Linked DNA regions of Mus musculus: all the other regions are linked to region 1. A link is a contact called in public Micro-C and promoter capture Hi-C data. All regions are on one chromosome and are shown on one strand. Each heading gives the region's core, a stretch centred on a gene start, on an enhancer-like site or on the middle of the called end of the contact. The rest is flanking DNA. Distances are from core to core; before and after follow the strand shown. Region 1 holds the start of E130102H24Rik (RIKEN cDNA E130102H24 gene). Region 2 holds the start of Cachd1 (cache domain containing 1). Region 3 holds the start of C130073F10Rik (RIKEN cDNA C130073F10 gene).

What was found. Promoter capture Hi-C pulls out the DNA fragments that hold promoters and counts their contacts. Hi-C and Micro-C count contacts between places; a contact is called where the count stands out from the background.
Region 2: a contact with region 1 is called in a Micro-C map of embryonic stem cells, with 2.5 times the contacts expected there. The contact joins the promoter of Cachd1 here to the promoter of E130102H24Rik in region 1. A contact is called at or near these places in 1 of 39 promoter capture datasets (stem cell-derived epiblast-like cells), 4 of 484 Hi-C or Micro-C datasets (embryonic stem cells and uterus) and 5 of 115 datasets of contacts at active chromatin or transcription factors (embryonic stem cells and neural tube).
Region 3: a contact with region 1 is called in a promoter capture Hi-C map of stem cell-derived epiblast-like cells, with 3 times the contacts expected there. The contact joins the promoter of C130073F10Rik here to the promoter of E130102H24Rik in region 1. A contact is called at or near these places in 3 of 39 promoter capture datasets (frontonasal cranial neural crest, second pharyngeal arch cranial neural crest and stem cell-derived epiblast-like cells) and 4 of 115 datasets of contacts at active chromatin or transcription factors (embryonic stem cells and stem cell-derived neural progenitor cells).

What each region holds. Positions count from the first base shown.
Region 1 is chr4:101,354,495-101,358,964 of GRCm38.p6, reverse strand. E130102H24Rik (RIKEN cDNA E130102H24 gene) reads left to right here and starts at 2,717. Exons shown (of 2, transcript NR_040708.1): 1 at 2,717-2,884. The region is part of intron 1 of 0610043K17Rik (RIKEN cDNA 0610043K17 gene); the gene reads right to left.
Region 2 is chr4:100,774,220-100,778,689 of GRCm38.p6, reverse strand. Cachd1 (cache domain containing 1) reads right to left here and starts at 2,011. Exons shown (of 27, transcript NM_198037.1): 1 at 1,322-2,011. The coding sequence starts at 1,561.
Region 3 is chr4:101,891,379-101,895,848 of GRCm38.p6, reverse strand. C130073F10Rik (RIKEN cDNA C130073F10 gene) reads left to right here and starts at 2,060. Exons shown (of 3, transcript NM_001331179.1): 1 at 2,060-2,136. It also overlaps the pseudogene Gm12792.

The DNA.
Region 1 (4,470 bases), core at 1,468-3,967:
GAAAACGTGTGAGTGCTCATGTATTGATGGCAAGAGACGTGGGTGTTTTTCCTATAATTACACTCTTGGAGTTCGCATCAATTTCTTTTTCTCTTCAGCTTTACAGTTAAAGGAACAGATGATTTAGTTATATAATTAGGCTTCTTCCCACCTCAATGAAAGCTTATGGTGTTATAGCTAAGTTATGACCATTCTTGTGGTTATCGAGAGTAGCACATGGGGCCTCTAGCTATTATCTGTCCTATTCATAGATACAGATATACGCAGCTATGCAACAGAATCTCCCAGGTCCATATATATATAACATGGACATATAAATATGGACATGCATCTTTTCAACAGCCCTTTTTGGCCTGCTACTAGCACTGGGAGCTAATTCATAGGGTCCCAGACCTAGAGGTTCTGAGTTAGGGTGCAGATCAGGGACACTGTTCCCTAGCATACATTAGGCCCTGGGTTCAGTTCCTACTCCCCTCTAAGGAAAACATAGAACCTATGATTTGATTCCTAACTCAACAAGATTAAATCGCAGTTCAGACTTCAAGCATTTGTAGTCTAGTCCATGAAAGCAAAAGAGCAGGAGTCGGCATAACTAATTTATTTATTTGAATTTGAGAGAATTCAAAGAAGAGGAGCCAAATATAGAAAGAAAGAAAGAAAAAAAAAGATGGGGGAAAGCAGTTAGTTTAAAAAGTTGAGAGAACAAAGTATGTTTTACTTGGATGTGCAACCAAAGAAGCCTGCCAAGAATGGTCAGCAAAAGGTGTAAGAGCCATGAAACGACTTCTGTCCAACCTTTACCGGAAACACGCAAGGAATTTCCTAGACTGGTCAGGATTGGATTGTGGGAAAGGTCTCCTTCAAGCCTCCCTTGGCTTTTATGGCAAGAAAACAGTGTTGACTACAGAGAGCTGTGGTTCTCAAAGCTTGTCCCCACTAGCGGAAAAGCCAGTCATTGTCCCGAATCCCGACGTTGAAAGGCACCATGAAATAAATATTACGAAGACACAGGAGAGCTTTCAACTCTGTGAGCAGGACAGAAACACTTCACAGCACACATGTTGCCTTGTTCAATGACAAGGATGCTCCCCAGAAGAAGAGGAAAAGAAGCTGTGTTCACACACATATTTGAGTCAACACTCAAGAAAGGTGCCGGAAGAGGTCATGAACCCCCGCAGCAGTCCTGTGGGGTTAGCAGTTCTGAGTTATCCATCTTTAAGTTCTAGGCACAGGAATGTTACAAAACGGAACTACAGCTGCACGGTGCTAGGCTCTACTTTACCCCCTCAGCTGTCTCTCGGTCCAAACAAACTGGGGTCTAACACGGTATTTAGCTTAGACCTACCCTGTGTCTCTCACCTGTAAGTGGTAGCGCCCTAGTCAACGCTAAGGTCCACTTCTGCTTTCAATCATACGAGAGGCACGCAGAAGAGAAACAAAAGTGAAAGCTCTTGAAGGAACACACACAAGTAACCGAAAGCACCAAACTCTGTCACTGAGACCTGGCAGAGTTCCAGACATTTATCCTTTCAGCAACCGTGAACTCTGGGCACCTATCACGTCCTGTGAATGTGAATTAACACGGTAGAACACGAATCGGCCCAAAGCTCTGCAGCAGTCTTCTCAACCCTTCCTAGCACTGAACCTTTTATTTAAATTTCTACCTCAATAAATCCAGCCACGATGCACGCCCTCGCCCAACCAAACCAAACCAAACCAAAAAGCCCGCAACGCCACAAACCATCCCTAAGCTGTGCGTCCAGCTTTAGGAAAAGAGAAAAGGAAGCAGAAAGAAAATCTGAACTGGTCTGATTCCCCCTGCCCTCGCCATGTGGGGGTCCTCGGAGCGAACTGTTTTACAACTTAGAAAATGCAGCGGTCTTCCGATTCTGTTATTTGAATGGACCACTGAGCCACTGGAGCCAGGCAAGGGCAGGCAGCCGGGTACCCAGCAGAAGGATGGAGCACAAGGCCCGCACAACCAGGATCCGCGGACCCTGATGATGGGAGGATGCTTGGAGCACCCCAGCCTCCGGCTCCTGGGCACGGAGAGACCGGCGCGCACGCGCGCACACGCACCACGTCCTTCGCCTGGAGTTGTGTCTCGTCTCCCTTTTGTTTTTCTCCCTTCCCGGTCATGAGACCCGGAAGTTTTTTTTTTTTTTTTTTTTCCTTCAATCCTGTCTCTCTCCCTTTTCCACCCCCCCCCCCCCTTCCCCAATCTATCACATGGCAAAGCTAGAATAAAAACAGAAAAATGGCGACGGTCACGTTGTGGCGAGCCTTGCTGCGTCATTAGATAATCCTCATGCAAATAGCGGGATGAACAAAGAAAGGGGGGCTCGGGACCCCCGAGGGCGCAGGTGGGTGCGGGGTGCGCGCGGCCGCGGGGGCGGCGTCCGTGTGCGCGCTCCGGGTGCTGCGCTCTCGGCCCCGGGCTGGCGGCGCGCCCTGGCCGGCCCGCGGGGCGCAGAGAGCGGCTGTGCGGCGCGCGCACGGCGCTCGCACCCGGGCCGGCCCCGTATCCCGGAGCCCGGAGACGACGGCGGGGGCGGAGGCTGCTGTTGGACGCCTTTGGGCGCTCGGCGCCAGCTCCGGTAGGCGGCGGACCGCGCGGGGCGGCAGCTCGGGGCCAGGCCCGGAGCTGTGGCGCACTCGCTTTTCCCCCCACCCCCGCCCGGTGGCTGGGCGCTGGCGCGGTTCCCTCGCCGTCCCGCGGCCGCTGGAAATAGAGCCGGGATGTTGTTTACATGACGGATCCGGCGGGAGGAGTCTGCGAGGAGGAGGCGGAGAGAGGAAGAGCGGAGTCCCCGCGGCGGCGGTGGCGGGCCGGGGTGCGGGCGAGCGCCGCGCGGTCCCCGAAGCCTGGACACGGGAGCCTAGGGTAGGCAGGCGGGGGCGCGGGCTGCGGGAAGGCTGTCAGAGTGGGCTTTGCGGTACCTAGCCTGTCACGCAGACTCTTGGGGGGCAGGGGGAAGGAAAATGGAGAGAGGTTGGGAGAACCTCTGTTTCCCCTTACGTTTGGGAACGCCCCCCCTCTTATCCCCCACTCTTTCCCGCTTCTCCCTGGACTCACCTGTTTGTTTCCACCGCTCAGGGCTCTGGGTTTTTGTTTGTTTGCTTGTTTGTTTTAAACGTGCGCCAGAGGGGCTGGGCTTATTACTATTATTTGCGAAATTATTGGGAAGGCGAGAGGGTGTTGCTGTAATCGATCCTAGTCCAGGTCGGTTTTCAGGAGGGGGAGGGGACTTGGCGAAGACCCCGGCTCCTGGCCGCAGCTGACCCCGGGGCTCCTCCCCGCCTTCCCGGTGAGGAATCCTTTCCCTTGCCCCGCGAAGCCAGCTGCCACCTTCCTGGAGAAAGACCACACCTATGCTTCTTCCCGCTTTGGAGGCGAGGTGAGCTAAGAAGCCAGACAGTGCCCTGCCCACCAGAGCTTGGCCAGACCTCGACACCCCAGAATTGGTAAAAGGCGCTTCTTTTCACCTGCTGATAGCGTTGGTACGTCAGCCCTCTCTAGTCCCCAGAAGTTGCAATTCACAGTTTACGTTAAAATTTGTCTCTTTCTTCACCCTTCTTCCCACCGGCAATGAACTGTTGAGTTTAAGTTGAAAAAGAGAGGTGTCTCCCGCCCTGCCCCTAGTGAGGGTTTTTTTTTTTTTTAATTCCACAGTAGGTCTTCCACTCAGACCTGCACTTCTCCGGTCTCCTCTATCTCCCACTAAACTTAGCCCAGAGCCAGGCCTAAGCTTTTATTCCCTGTGGGCCGCACCCTGGCCCCTTGCCTTTCTACCGAGCCAAATGCTTCTCAAAGCAGAAGGCACACCCAGCCCCAAGTCTCTTCCAAGAGGGAGGGAAGAAGAAAGGATTTGGGGGGGGGTGTCCTCAAGTTCCGGTTTCCAAAACCCCCGTAGCATTCTCCTCCCGGAGCCTCCTGAATTCTTCCTAACAGCTGTTTTCTGCAGTGCCTTTTGCTCCTCCTGGCCTTATATTGGAGAGAGTGGATGGGGAGAGATAGCCACCCCCACCCCTTTCCTAGAACTAGGCAATTTTTTTCTCTGTCTTTTCATTTATTATGTTTGGAATATAAAATATGCAAGTGTGATTGCCTGTTATTAGAGTTGATTTTCTTCCTGGCTAGTGACTAACTGGGACTCCAGAGGGAAGGAGAGGTGAGGGATGGTGAGAGGGGGATCGTTCACCACCTATGTGTCCTGGGAATTGCCAGAAGAGACCCTTCTGAAAAAAGGCACTTCTCCCTTCCATGACATCACCACTAAGCCCTTCCAACTTTAGCTTCAGAACAGGAAGAAGGCTCAAAATAGAACTAACTACCTTAGGAATCCAGTTCCTTCACGAGATCAACTTTGAAATCAGCGGCTGGGGGAACAAAGTGAGCTGTGACCCAGCGTGAAAGGGAAGAGAAAGCTATAGTGTTAGTAAATGCTTTTCTCGAGGTAGTCTGGAATA
Region 2 (4,470 bases), core at 762-3,261, 580 kb after region 1:
GAAAATCCCCCTCCGCAGCAGGTCCGGGCTGGATTTCTACAAATAAATGTAAATTTACCCTCCCAGCAAAGCAATCTCTCCACCTTAAAAAAGCTAGGGCCGAGGTGAAACTTGTTTTAAGCATACTGCATGCAGCCTCTTAGGGGGCCTGGGTGGAAGTAGGTTTCTGGGCTCTTTTTCTTTTCTCTCTCTCTCTTTCTCTTTTTCAAGAAAGCCGTCAGAAACCTGAATCCCAAAGAGAAGCAAAACATCTCGCCCGTAGGAGGTGGAATGGTCACTCTAGGTTCGAAATCAGAAACCTATTTTGACACCACATTCCTGAAAACTTCGGCCTTTCGAAGGCCAGTCCCGCCACCATTATTACGGGAATGAGTTAGTTGTCTGGAGCACTAGGCTGTTTCGCTGGCTTGGTACTCGGAGTGTCATCTCATCAGTTCCTAATTGAGTGGGCCTTCTTCGCCAAGAAGATGAGAATAACGGCGCGATAGGATCTCCAGGTGGTTGCTGTCTAGCAATTTTTACAACTGTGGGTTATTAGTAGCATCGTCAGAAATCCTTATCAGCCAAAGGCAATTAATCTACAACCCTAGGGAAGGCCAAAAGACGCAGGGGGAAAAAAATGGAAACCCTATTCACCTTGCCCTTCCCAGCGAAGGCACACACAAACCAGAAATTACACAGCGGACAAGAGGCGACCAATGGCCGCAAGAGCGGAAAGAAAAAGAGTCCCCAGAAGGACTGGAGCGGGGGATCCGCCAGATCAGCCCCTCCCCTCCCCCAAAGCGGCAGGGCAGGGAGAGCGAGCCCCGGTTGCTGGGCCGCCCGGACCCCAACAGTCCTGCGGCCCAGGCGGACAATCTACCTTCGCTCCCTCGCCCACTCGTGCGCCTGGTCTCCAGGACGCTGGGAGGTTTCAAGAGGGTGGAGTGGGGGAGCCTTGGAGAATGCCCCGAGCCGGGCGGGACCGCTGCCTAGGGATGGGAACACAAAGAGGAAAGGGGAGTTTGCAGGAGTGACGAGTGAAAACAAATCTGCGAAGGAAGAGAGTGCAAACTGGGGAAGGAAGCGCGGATAGAGCAGAGAATCCCCAGCCAACAAGAAAGGAGCCGGGGCCGAGAAGAGGGGGAAAGTGGGTGCGGGGCAGAGGCTCTGCAGAAGAGGGCAGCGGCAAATGAGTACACGGGACAGAGAGCACTGGATGTGGTGAAGTCTGCAGGAACCGAGAGGTCCCACAGCCCGCTTGGGCACTCCGTGCAGCGGCCCAGGGCTCTGCGCAGCGGGAGAGCGCTGCAAGTGAGGCGGCGCGAAGGGGGTCGCTTACCTGCATGGTGACCACCCCCAGCTCCTCGGCAGCCAGCCTCCGCATCTGGCTCGCCAGCACTTGCGCCTCGTCCAGGATGGAGAAGTCGGCGTCGGCCACGGCGCCCAAGATCCAGCATGCCACAAGGCAGAGCAGCCAAAGGGGCGGCCGCGGGGCCCCAGGCCAGCCAGGGCAGCGAGGACAGCGGCGGACCACAGCGGCCGGCCTTACGGTCTCCTCTTCCTCCGGCTCGCGGGCCATGCCGCCTCCGGCCACTCCCGCCGACGGGATTCGGGCGCTGGCCGCGGGAGGCGCAGCCCGCCAAACTTTCCTCGTCTCCTGCGCTCTCGGCTCCACGGCGCGGCGGCTGTAGCTGGAAAACTTAGGGGGCGCCCGGCTGCAGCGCGGGCGCGCGGGCGGCCACCATCGCCCGGCGGCAGCGGCTCGAAGACCGCGGCGCCCGCAGGCCGGGCGGGCGGCTGAGAGCACCGGCGGAGCGGCGCCGCCTTCGCTTTCCCGAGTCCCGGCGCAGCCCGGAGACGGCGGCGGCGCCACCAGTGTAGGCGCGGCGAGGCGACCGGGGCGGTCTCCCGGCGAGGAGGGAGAGGGAGGTTTAAAAGACCGAAGTGAGAGAAGAGAAAGGAAAGAAAGCGGCGGGGAAAAGGGAGGTGTCTGGTGCCACCACGCTGCGCTCCGGCTCCGTACACTTCCCGGCTCCGCCGCTGCCGCTGCAGCGGTGATTTATGGAAAGAGGAGGGAGGCGGGGAAAGTCCCGCGCTCGCCCCTCCTCTCCCTCCTTGCACGGGGCGACGCCCTGGGACGCTGGGGGCCCGGGATACTGGGGGACCTCGCTTGCACAGGACCCTTCTGGCCTGAGAAGGGGATCATTTGAGACCTTCCCATAGCTGGCCACGCGACCGCCCCCACCCCCTGACTCGGCCCGTGCAGGAGATCTCGGGTCCCAAGTGTTACAGGTTCCACCCACCCACCACCCAAAGTCCCTTTTAAGTTCGAGAACTCGGGCTTTCTGCCTGACCCAGACCTAGGAAGGGAGCAACTGTCTTTAGAGCTTTAACTCCCTTTCCTCATTTTTTATTAGTAACAATAGCTCGCCCTCGTGGGCACAGCGGACTTGGTTTGTAACCAGCTATCATGTGGCCAGCACAATACTCTGAGGTCTACATTCAGTGTGTGTGACTCATTATCCTTTAATCCCAGGACGAGGCTAAGAGGTTGTATCTTGATCCTGAATTTTCAGGTAACAAACTCCGAGCCTTAGGGAGTTGCAACAAATAGCTGAAGGTCACCCAGGGATAAGCTACTGACCCAGAGTTTAAGCACAAGTATTACTTTCAGGCCTGTGCTCTGACCTTCCACTGGATGTTTCTCTCTCTCTCTCTCTCTCTCTCTCTCTCTCTCTCTCTCTCTCTCTCTCCTCCCTCCCTCCTTCCCTCCCTCCCTCCCTCCCTCCTGCCCTCTCTCTTTGTGTTTGTGTGTATAAATCCATCTGACTCCATTACAGGCAAAAATAACAAATAAAAAATAAAAACGAAAACAAAGCTGAAGTTGAGCTCATAGCATCCTCCTGCTTTCATAAGCATGGCAGGTATGGCTCCTGAGTACTGGATCAGGCTCTCTGAGAGCCACCATAGAGAAACAAGTGTGTGCTGCAGGGCGAGTGTCCCTGTATAAAGCATTCATTCACTTTCCTATAGACTATGAATGTGCTGCTTCAAGAGTCCTAGAAACTACAGCTATGGGTAGGCAAATGTGAGGGGAGGGGGTAACTGAGAATGCCCCCCACCATACTCTTATGTTTGAGTACTTGGTCCCCAATTTGGGGCTGTTTGGGAACAATTAGAAGGTGTGGTCATTTTGGAGGAGTGTGCCACTAGGGATGGTCTTTGAGGTTTAAAAAAAACATTCTGGAGAGATGGCTTAGCGGTTAAGACCACTGACTGTTCTTCCGAAGGTTCAGAGTTCAAATCCCAGCAACCACATGGTGGCTCACAACCATCCATAATGAGATCTGATGCCCTCTTCTGGGGTGTCTGAAGACAGCTACAGTGTACTTATGTGTAATAAATAAACAAATCTTTAAAAAAAAATTCTCAGTTAGCTCTCTCTGCCCCAGGACTGTGTCTGGACACGTGAACTCTCAGCTACTGCTCCAGAAACATGCCTGTCTTTCATCATGCCCCCCCCCCCACATCCCCTCTATGATAGCCATGGATTCTAACTCCCTGAAACCATGAGCCCCAAATAAAACATTTTATTTTATGAGTCGTCTTGGTCATGATGTCTTATCATGGCAATAGAAAAGTAACAAATACAACAGGTTATAGGGTTTGCCTACGTTAACTACCAGAGGCGGAGCAGGAAAACAAAACTAGTTATTCTTTGCTTTACTTGATAGTAACGCCTTCCAGTTTCTCTCTTTGATTTTTAAGAACTCAGTCATAGCCAGGCAGTGGTGGCACAAACCTTTGATCTCAGCACTTGGGAGGCAGAGACAGGCAGATTTCTGAGTGTGAGGCCAACCTGGTGGTCTACAGAGTGAGTTCCATGACAGCCAGGGCTATACAGAGAAACCCTGTCTCAAAAAGAAAAAAAAAAAATCTTAGTAATAAAAACTGAGCTTCTGAGCTGAAGAAAGAACTCAGTTAATAAGATGCCTACTAGGTGCAAGCATGAGAACATGAATTTTGATCCCAGCACCCAAGTAAATACTAGGCATGATGGTGTTTCTCTGTAACAAGGTGTAGGTGAAGGGACAGCAGAGATGTGTGGACCCAGCTTAGCCAACCTGAGCTCTGGACTCAGTGAGAAACCCTGTCACAAAAAAAAACCTTAAGTGGAGAGTGACTGAGGACAACACCCAAGGCCGACTTCTGTCCTCTGCCCTCTTCTACCATCTCCATCAAGCACAGGATACACACCTGTGCAGCTTCTCTCAGAAGCATCCCGAGGGCCTATCTTACCTCACTGGGATCATTTCCCTAATTTTTTCTTTGCCCGTTTCTATGGTTTCTGTCCTTTTAGCATGTTTTCATTGGGCAGCACCTGTAACAGCCCTAGCTTGGCAGGGCCATCATCTACTACTACCTGTGCTATTTATGATGTTTGTTTTACTAGGGTGGGCTTCGTGAATGCAGAATCCTGTCACCTCT
Region 3 (4,470 bases), core at 811-3,310, 540 kb before region 1:
GGGTTGTTCCTGTCTGTCTCTGCAACTAGCTGTCCCAAGTGCCAAAGAATCAGACCTCAGGGGCTCCCAGCCAGGTCATATGTGCCCCACAGTGCCTCTGCTGTTGCTGCTCCCAGGGTCTCAGGCCTCTACCCAAGGGATGAATCTGGAGGGGCCTGTGTATCCCAGCAAACGCTGTTGCTTCTTGAAGAGCAGGCAGCTGGTGTCTCTCTGGACAGGCCATAGCTTTGGTACTGTCCTGGATGCTACACAGGCTGTATATATCATTTAAATCACAACTGAATGAATGGACTTTGTAGACTGTGATCTGGATCAGGGACATCTCTATCCTGTCTCAGGTGCAGTGAATCACCTAAGACTTTCTTGAGAGATGTGTTGAGCTTCCCAAGGCCTTCCCCCAGCACTGGCCAATGGTCTGTGAGGGGCACACTGTCTTCAGATAGCCACTGGTTACCACCTCTAGTGGTGTCTGTCTTTCCTTTTGAACTATTATCCCTGCTGCCTTTTGCTTTGTGGGTGTTGCTGGGTTTTCTTGCATGGTTTGGAGCTGATCACTTAACCCTGAGTACCTGCAGGCTCACAGCCACTCAGTGCTCAGACTGGAGTCTGCAGGATGGCTCAAGCTTTTTGCTCAAGGCCACCAGGGAGCTGTACCAACTCTCCAGGTTGTGACCAGCTCATGGAAGCTAATAGGTTTACTTTGGTGGTGTTTTTTTTTTTTTAAAAAGAGAAAAAATCTATTTTTTGTGAAGAAAGGCCTGCATCTTCCAGCCTTTTCCTGGGCTGTAACCTATTGTTGTTTTCATTTTAAAAAAGAATATGCATTTGTAAATTTGTACATGAATATATGGGAGTTTAAGCGTATTTGCTTGTGTAAAACTTTTTCCTTCTTCCAGCTTGACTCTCTTCTCCTGGTTCAATAAAAGTTTATTGCTCTAAACTTCCCTCCAGCCTGAGAAGCTAGAAGAAAAGCTTCTATGGCAGACTGTAAAGAGACTGCCAGCCAGTCCTTTACTCAATCCTCTGCTGGTTTAAGATGAGGTGATAAAAGCCAGAGACTTGCAGTTTCTGGCCTCAGAGGAACTCAAACGTGCAGGTCAGCTACCATTGCAAAGCAACAAACTTTTTTTTTTTTTTTGTTTTTGGTTTTTGTTTGTTTGTTTGTTTGTTTGTTTGTTTTTCCGAGACAGGGTTTCTCTGTATAGCCCAGGCTATCCTGGAACTCACTTTGTAGGCCAGGCTGTCCTGGAACTCAGAAATCTGCCTGCCTCTGCCTCCTGAGTGCTGGGATTAAAGGCATGCGCCACCACACCCGGTCGCAAAGCAACAAACTTAAAACAGGTAAAAATTTTTATTATTAAAAAGCAACCCTAAAGAGCTCTCAGGACCAAATCTTGACCAGATAGTGTGACCTTGACTTCATAGAGATCCACCTGCCTCTGTCTGCCTCTGGAGGGCTAGGATTAAAAGTAAATCACCATGACCTACTACTGTTTGTCTTTTTCCTGTTGCTTTGTTTTGTTTTGTGTTCTTCAGACGAGGTCTTAATCTACAGTTCTGGCTGGCCTAGAGATCAGTGTGTAGAACAGGCAGGTCTCATCGCTTAGATATCCACTCCTTTTGCCTCAGGAATGATAGGATTTCAGGTATGTGTAACCACTCCCGACTTTTCATTTTGAAGTTTTGTGGTTACTCAAGATCGCTTATCTGCCAGGTGGGTCTGATTAAGTTGACCAAGCTCTCTAGCTATGAAAAATTTAGTTGTTGTTTTATGTGTCTCAGCCCTAGAGCTGGCTTACGTGGAACTCTCAGTTTAGACCTGGCTCACCATGACCTCATACCCTAAGTGTATCCCCCTGTTGCTTCAGCCTTCTGAATAGCTTGGTTCAGGGGAATCAGGAATGGGCTCTTGTCTTTCTCCCTAGTCTGGGTTCACTCTGTCCTGAGTTCAATGAGGGGTGGAGCTCTACCAATTCAGTGAGGTGGCAGCCTGTGGTTGGCCAATTTGGCTGCTAAGGGAAGGTGTGAAAGGTAGGGTGCATAAAAGGCTCAGAGAGTCAGAGAAGACCATAGGAATCTTGGAGTTACCTCCTCGCCCTACTGCTCTAGGAGACCTGTCACCAGCGTCTGTGTCTGGTAAGCCCCTCATCTGCATCAGGCATGACACCTGTTCTCCAGCAGGCCAGCCCCTCCCCATTGGAGACATTTTAGCACAGATGACACAAGACTCTAATAAGTGCCGATTAAAGGCGTGGTGGCGCACGCCTTTAATCCCAGCACTCGGGAGGCAGAGGCAGGTGGATTTCTGAGTTCGAGGCCAGCCTGGTCTACAACGTGAAGGTCCAGGACAGCCAGGGCTATACAGAGAAACCCTGTCTCGAAAAACCAAAAAAAAAAAAAAAAAAAAACAACAAAAAAAAAAAAAACAAAAAAAAAACTCTAATAAGTGATTTTGGCCCCAAGGATCTCTTTGCCTTCATCTCAAACATTTTTCATTTGTCAATTCGTGGATTTGTTTTCTGGAAATAGAGTTTTGCTCTGTTGTCAACATCTTGCCATTTAGCTCAAGATGGTTAAAGATGACTTCTTCTGTCACTGGAATGCCGGAGTTATGAGAACTTGTCTCCAAGCCCCACCTCAGTCTTCTGATTTATGGTATTGCTCCCTAAGCTAATCTCTCTATTCTCTCTGTCTGTCTCTTGCTTGCTTTCTCTCTCTCTCTCTCTCTCTCTCTCTCTCTCTCTCTCTCGCTCTCTCTCCCTCTCGCTCTCATTAGTAGTTGTTCTATTCAATTTAATATTTCTGATGTTTCAAGAAAAAGGTTTTTTAAGACTTATTTATTTATTTTACATATATGGGTACACTGTAGCTGAACTGATGGTTGTGACCCATCATGTGGTTGCAGGGAATGAAGGTTGCTTGCTCTGGTCAGCCCCTCTCACTCCGGTCGGCCCCCCTCCATCCGGATGGTCCTGCTTGCTTCAGTCAGCCCAGCTCGCTCCAGCCCTGCTAGCTCTGGCCTAAAGATTTATTTATTATGTTATCACAAGAGGGTGTCAGATCTCATTTCGGATGGTTGTGAGCCGCCACCCTGTGGTTGAACTCAGGACCTTAGGAAGAACAGTCAGATCTCATAACCACTGAGTCATCTCTCTAGCCCAGAATATTTTTATAACGATTTAGATATTTCAGCTGTATGAGTGTTTTGCCTGCAATTGTCTAGTTGTGTGCATATGTGCCTGTTGCATTAGGAGATCAGAAGAAATATGGATCCCCTGGGGCTGGAAATGTGGTTGGTTTCTGTCACCATGTGGTTCTTAGGAACGAAACTTCTGGTCTCCTGCCAGAACCATCTCTCCAGTCCATTTCTGGATTATTTGTTTGTCGATTTGTTTTCTGTTTTGAAGCAGGGTGTCTAGTAGCCCAGACTCACCTAGCATGTATATGTAGCTGAGATGAACTTGAGGCAGAGATCCTTCCTACTGCCTCTACTGCCTGATGATAGCTGGAACCTTAGGTATGAGGCGAAGGCCTCCTTGTATAGGACTAGGGATTGAACACACAGGGCATCTCCATTCATCTTCATGCATCTTCAGCATCTGCCCTTAGAAGTTTCCTTTCTCATAAGGTGCAGAAATTAACATTTTCTTTAGCCCAGGACTGAAGAACAATCCTGAGAACAGAGTGGGAAAACAGGCCACTGCTCATCTCACCCACTCTGGCAACTGAGGCAGGTGGGTCACAAGTTAGGCCAGCTAGGACCCTCAACAGCAGATCTTGATAAGATCCTGAAAGAAGTTAAAATCAAAAGTACAAAGTGGGTGACAGCTCAGACTTGGTGGGCTTAGTGAGGTGAGACATGAAGCTCTCCTGATCCTGGCTAGGCTGGAATGCACAGGGATAAGTTATGTCTCAAAAGATGGAACTGTGGTATGGAAGTACTTGCCATTAATTCCAGCACTGTTGGGGAGAAGTTGGCAGATTTCTACTATTTGAAGACCAGCCTGGTCTACAAGAAAGTGTCAATCCAGAAAACCCCTCATAGTGAGACCCTATCTCAACCAACAGTAAAATATACAGCATACAAAGAAAACCAAATGGGAATGAGGTACAATAAGAGCTAACACTAGTGTGTTTTCTCCCACCTATTCCCCCCCCCCCCCTACAGGATGCTCAGTGGCAGGTCCTCTTGGGGACAGATAGATCTCAGGCTGTCCAACTGTTTCCAGTACAGGAGCTCACCTTTCTCCCTTGCTGTTTAAAAGCTTTTCTTACTTTCAGTTCTGTTGCTGTGCTTGTGCTGGGCACTGTCCTTGTCCCAGGGTAGCATCACATTGGCAATTGTGCTGCTTCATTCCCCCAAGCTCTGGACTAGACCAGAGCGTATCCAGACCTCTTTCTAAAGGTTCTGACAGCAAAACTAACTGTACCCAGTTCACAGATTTTTTTTTTCCCCTTCAAGCCCCCTGA